Linked DNA regions of Oryctolagus cuniculus: region 1 is linked to region 2. The links are chromatin contacts, called in public Micro-C maps. All regions are on one chromosome and are shown on one strand. Each heading gives the region's core, a stretch centred on a gene start, on an enhancer-like site or on the middle of the called end of the contact. The rest is flanking DNA. Distances are from core to core; before and after follow the strand shown. Region 1 holds the start of SMCHD1 (structural maintenance of chromosomes flexible hinge domain containing 1). Region 2 has its middle 43 kb from the start of SMCHD1.

Region 1 (2,720 bases), core at 192-2,691, 43 kb before region 2:
AACAGACTTTGCAAGTTCTTTCTCCTTGGAACTTCAGTGTTGTTTATAGCTTCAAAATTATCTCACGTGGTTAATTCGGGGCATGATCATATTGCTTCTTCAAAGACCTTCCAGACAATACACCCCCAATCCATAAGGCACCTCACAGTTCAAAGCAGGTTCTCCTACATAGTCATTCATTTTTAAAGCACCCCAAGACAAGGAGTAGACGCGTTCCCGGGCGCTCCCTGCTACCCACGGCCCCCCTTAGAGGTAATGCAGGACCAGGACTCAGAAAACCAGAAGGGCAGCTCCACCTCCGACGCGAGCTGGACCAGCGTTTCCGCGCGCAAGGACCCCGCGGGCCCCACACACCGTCTTCGACAACCCGGGAGAGGCGCCTGCACCCTCTCAGGAACCCGAGGTAAAAATCAACTCCAGGAATTTCACATTGTCTGCCCTTCGCAACACCCACAACAGAGTCACCGGGGGAAAACTCTGCTCTTCACTTACAGGATTAAAAACTTACCAAAGGAACACAAGACACCGTGAAGAACGAACCGAACGACCCCGATCACGCTTAGCCCTCCAGGGGCCAACGGGCCCCGAGGGCTCCAAGCCTGCGTCGCCAGAGTTAGGGAGGAAGGGCCGGAGGCCCGCAGAGACGCCGGCTCCGCACTCGGAGGCCCGAGCCAGGGCCGAACGACGGCTTCCAGGCGCCGGGTCACAGGCATGGCGGGGCCCCCGAGAGCGAGAAGTCAAGGCCGCAGGGTTGCGGCCGGGTGACAGGTTTATTGCCCTCGGTGAGCAACTTGGGTTTCTCGGCACACTCCCACCCCAACTCCACCCGCGCATCCCTCCTTCCCGTACCTGACACACCGACGCGCGGAAGCCCGCGTAGTCCGAGTGCTCCGCGATCTGCAGCGCCCGGTCTCCGAGCTCGGACTCTTTCTCGCGTCGGTCAAACAAGTACACCGTCCTGTGGCCGTCGCCTCCGCCGTCCTCCCCAGTCCCCAGCGAGGGCCCGCCAGACCCGCCATCACCCGCCGCTGCCATATTGGGGGAAAAGGAGAAAGGACGGCGGCTTCGGCGTTGGCCGCCGCCCCGCTCAGGACTGGCTGAGGTGCAGGCTCCGCGCGGCGCGCCTTCAGCTGCAGCCCCAGGGGCGGCTCGAGGCCTCGGCCCGGCGCGTTGCAGCCCCTACTCGTCGGCTGAACCGCGGCAGGCGAGAGGATCACCCGGGAACCGATTCAAACGCGCTGCGGCCCCGAACAACACGTCACTTCCGCAGCCCGCCGCTCCGGGGGAGAAAGGGACGCGCGGCGCGCTCCTAAGGGCTCGCGCCGTGCGCCCGCCGCCACCCACACGGGCCCCACAGAGAGACCCGCCACCAGGGCCGCCGTCGAGACTGTGGCGCAGGAGGAAAGAAGGGCGGCGGGAAGGGGGAGGGGCGAATCCAGCAGGCCGCGCGGGCGGGGCGGGGCTTCGCCGCTCACGCCGGGTCCGCCCCTTTTGCCCTGGAGAAGGTGGAGGGAGGCGCGGGTTCGGGGCGAGTAAGAGCCAAGGCGGGAAAGCCAGCCGCTGTAGCATCTGGGGGTGTCTCCTGAGGTGCTGTTTTCTCTTGGCGGAGAGGGTCTTGGTGCCTTCCCGCCTCGCCGTGACCCGGACGGAACTCGGGGCTGCGGCCCGGGCAGCTGGGTGGTGTGGACGCCCCGGCGGGAAGCGTCAGGCCCGCCGGCCTCGCGGGGTGCAACTTGCCCCGAGGCGTGCACGTGGGGCCCCGCGCGGAGAAAACAAGACGAGAGACTCGGCGCCGCTTTTTCCCGGCCTCGTGTCTTAGTACTTCTGGGTGGGCTCCAGTTCTGGGAGCCACAGGAACAAAAGTGGACCAAAGTCTGTCAGTCGGAGGGCACAAAGGGTGTCCTGGGGCGGGATTGTCTCCCGCAGCCCCTAGCCCTGCTCCCTGGGCTGTTATAAATGAGAGTAACATCCACGCCTTGTTAGGGCTCAAGTGGATGTTTGTGAAATACTTTACTGAGTACACTTTCAGCAAGAGCCATTATTACGGGGGAGTGTCCCAACAGCAAATGTTGTTGTTGGAAGGCTAGATTTCCTCAACAATTCTTAAAAACATTTAGTAAGTGTTTGGTACTTGAGAGTAGCATGGCAATCTGTGATGTCCAAAGTAGCAGATTTGGGGATTTTCCAAGTCCCCAAAAGTTTGGATAATATTTCATGTATTTTCTCCTTTACAGGGTTTGTCAACCCTTCTGTGGTTAATTTTCCAGTGGCCAGATTCATTAAACTAGCGTCTTAGAAACCTACATTTGCTTGTCCTCAGTGTTCCAGGATCTTAGGGGTGGGGGATAGGGGTGTATAATTGGCTAGACATACAAGATATTGCAGGTAGAAAACACAATTGGAACAAAAGTGTGAAGGCGGTGTGTTTGGAGAACATAAATTGTGTGGCTGAAAGTGGGGAGAAATTGGAGCGGTAGATGATGGGAGGTAAAATTATGAGGAAGTGGTGGCCAAATGCCATTCGTGTTTCTGAAAGTGCCTTAGGGGAAGAGGGGAGACTAAAAATCTCAACTTATGTTTTACCTTTCAAATTCATGTGAATGTTTCTATTCTTTTATGCACTGGTGTTTGATTTAAATGACACAAGAAAAGCAAATTGTTTTTCTAATGTCCAATGGGTTGGATAAATTGCCATTCTACTTCAGCAAGTTGGGACTCCA
Region 2 (2,700 bases), core at 131-2,630:
AATTGGGGAGTGAACCGTGGGATGGAAGACTTCTCTCTCTCTTTCTCTCTCTCTCCCTCTCTCCCTCCCTCCCTCTCTCCTCTCTCTTTCTGGCTCTCTTCTCTCTGTGTAGCTCTGATTTTCAAATAAATAAAATCTTTTTCAAAAGATCTTCACAACTCAGACACCAGATTATGGACATCTGAGAACACTCTTGGATCACGTTGTGGACAGTAAGATAATGCAGTCAAGGAAACGGGCGGGTGTATGAAGGTAGGCATTCCCCAGCTTTGAAGATGATAAAGCACCCTCACATTCAGAACACTGTCGCTTAATAAGTCAATATATGAGTCTTCAAATTTAAAGTTTGGCCACTAGGAAAGATTGAACAGAAACTCACTCCCTTCTTCCCAACCAAGGCTGTTCTAATCACCCTCTCTTCTCCCCACAAAAACAAGGGAGTAGGGGTTGAAACCTTTATATTTGAAGGTTCCAGCTCCTAGAACGTCGCTGCTGTTTGCTCAAAGTTGCAGGTGCATGGCTCTCCCATTTTATTTCCATACATACACGCGTGCACGCCCACGCGCTCGCTCTCAAGTAAGGCACTTTTTGTATTCGCTGATAAATTTTGAGGGTATGAACTAGGTGTGTATAGGGTTTCAGGGGCGCTTCATACATCAGGGTCCCCTGGGTCCCTCTCTCCAAAAGCCTGCAATCAGATCTCCCCAGACATTGCTGACGGGCTGCATACTGACGCGGGGTAGAGAAAAAGTCCTCGTAACTGACGTGTGCGAGGGAAGGCAGCGAGTCAGACGGTCGCAGGTGGCGGGGAAGAAAGCCGCAGGCGCGGTCCACAGGACCCAGCTTCATTTCTGTGAGGATCAGGGCAGCCGTCGGAACCGGCGCGAGTCCCGAGCGGCTCTCCCAACACCTGCTTTTCCATCTTCGGGGGACAGCGCCTTCACTGCCGGATGGCAGCTTAGAACTTGATCATCCTTGTGATTACTATTGGTGAGTTACGTGGGACAATCCAAGTCCACAGAAGTTCCTCTTTTAAAATTTCCTCCATGCGTCTGAAATTCTTTCTTTGCCAAAATGCGCCGGTGGTCGCAGAGGCTAACAGAGGCGATTGTCCGAAAAGCTGGTCTCCTGCTCCTCCTGGGTAATCACCCACCCCTAGGGCAGGGCACATCGGCAGATTCTCCAGGGAAAGGCTGGCGGCGAGAACCGCCCCCCACCCCCATCCCTACCCCCGCGCGCGGGTGCTGGAGGGAGGTGCAGGCGGTTCCAGCAGACCGCCCGGGGCTTGCGGCGCGTGAAGCGGAGCGGCGCTAGGACCGCGGGGGAGGCGGTGCGACGCGGAGGCTGGAGGTGTGCGTGCAGCGGGGCGGAGCAGCGCTCTGCACCCGCCTCCCCGGCTCGCGCAGTCGCGTCGCACAGCTGTGGCGCGCGGGCCGTTTCCCGTTCCGTGCCTCCCCCGCCCCCAGCGGCCGGCGCGGGCGTCACTCCGCCCCGCACCCCAGGGACCCCAGCTGTGTCCCTGCCCGCACCTCAGCTCGTGCCCCGCCGCCTTCTTTCCATTCCCATCTTAAAATCAAATTCTTTGGGCTTTTTATTTTTTCTGTTGAGGTGTTTTTTTTATATACACTATAAATTAATCCTGTTTCAGATTAATAGTTCGCAAAAATTGCCTCCCATTCCGGAGATCTGCCCTGTTGATCGTTTGCTATGCAGAAGCTTTTGAGCTTGATGTGATATTGTCTCTTTTTTGCATTTGTTATCTATGCTTTTGGGCTCACACCCAAAAAACTATTTTGCCCAGACCAATGTCCTGAAGCATATTCCTATATTTTCTTCCAGTAGTTTCGTTGTTCCAGATTTTACATTTAAGTCTTTGATCCATCTTTAGCTGATTTGGGAATATGAAGAGATGAAGGGATAGTTTCTTTCTTTTGCGTATGGGAGACCCAGTTTTCTCAGTGCCCCAACTTTCCCTTCTCTCTTGTGTGGTATCGCTACCTATGTCAAAAAAATAAGTTGGCTCTAAATAAACGGATTTATCTCCGGTTTCTTTATTCTGTTCCACTGGTCCATGTGCCTTTTTTTTTTTTTTTTAAAGCCAATCCTGTGTTGTTTCGTTTATCACTTTGTAACATGTTTTGATGTGAAGTATTGTAATGCCTCCAATTTTGTTCTTTCAACCAGGATTGCAAATTTAGGAGTTCGTTCTGGTTTTATGAAGAGTGCCATCAGCATTTTGATGAACATTGTATTGAATCTGTGAAGCACATTGAGTGGCATTGTTGCACCTGAGCAAGCGCAGAGGCGCACCACACACTGATGAAATCTGATGGTCCTTTATTGCCGGCGGTGGAGAGTGGGCTCGTGCCCTAAAGAAGTTCGATCCCGAAGCCCAAAGCAACAGTGTTATAAAGGCAAAAACCACAAAATCGGGAGGGTAATACAAGGTTGCAAGGATCAGGGAGAATACATGGTTTCTGGGGTCGAGCTGACCTAAAGCCGATGGGAAACTAATATCATTTATAATCTTAACAATAGCAGTTACAATCTTAACAATTGCAATTACAATCTTGACATTAATCCAGGTATTGGCCTAAATCATATGTGGGACATAGACAAATTACAATCTTCTCATTAACTCAGGTGTAGCCTATTTGTTTTTAAGCTTGAGTGATCATGCTAGGGGGTTTCTATGCTTTG

What was found. Hi-C and Micro-C count contacts between places; a contact is called where the count stands out from the background.
Region 1: a Micro-C map of ear pinna shows a contact between it and region 2, with 7 times the contacts expected there. The contact joins the promoter of SMCHD1 here to the enhancer-like site in region 2. A contact is called at or near these places in 2 of 6 Hi-C or Micro-C datasets (ear pinna and an unstated tissue).

The regions. Positions count from the first base shown.
Region 1 is chr10:59,576,521-59,579,240 of mOryCun1.1, reverse strand. SMCHD1 (structural maintenance of chromosomes flexible hinge domain containing 1) reads right to left here and starts at 1,441. Exons shown (of 48, transcript XM_051851361.2): 1 at 850-1,441. The coding sequence starts at 1,035.
Region 2 is chr10:59,533,106-59,535,805 of mOryCun1.1, reverse strand. No RefSeq gene overlaps it. Among named protein-coding and RNA genes, the nearest start is that of SMCHD1, 43 kb to the left of the region's middle. Within about 2 kb of position 1,380, at least 6 of the 8 cell types and tissues checked have an H3K27ac peak or open chromatin away from gene starts, as enhancers often do.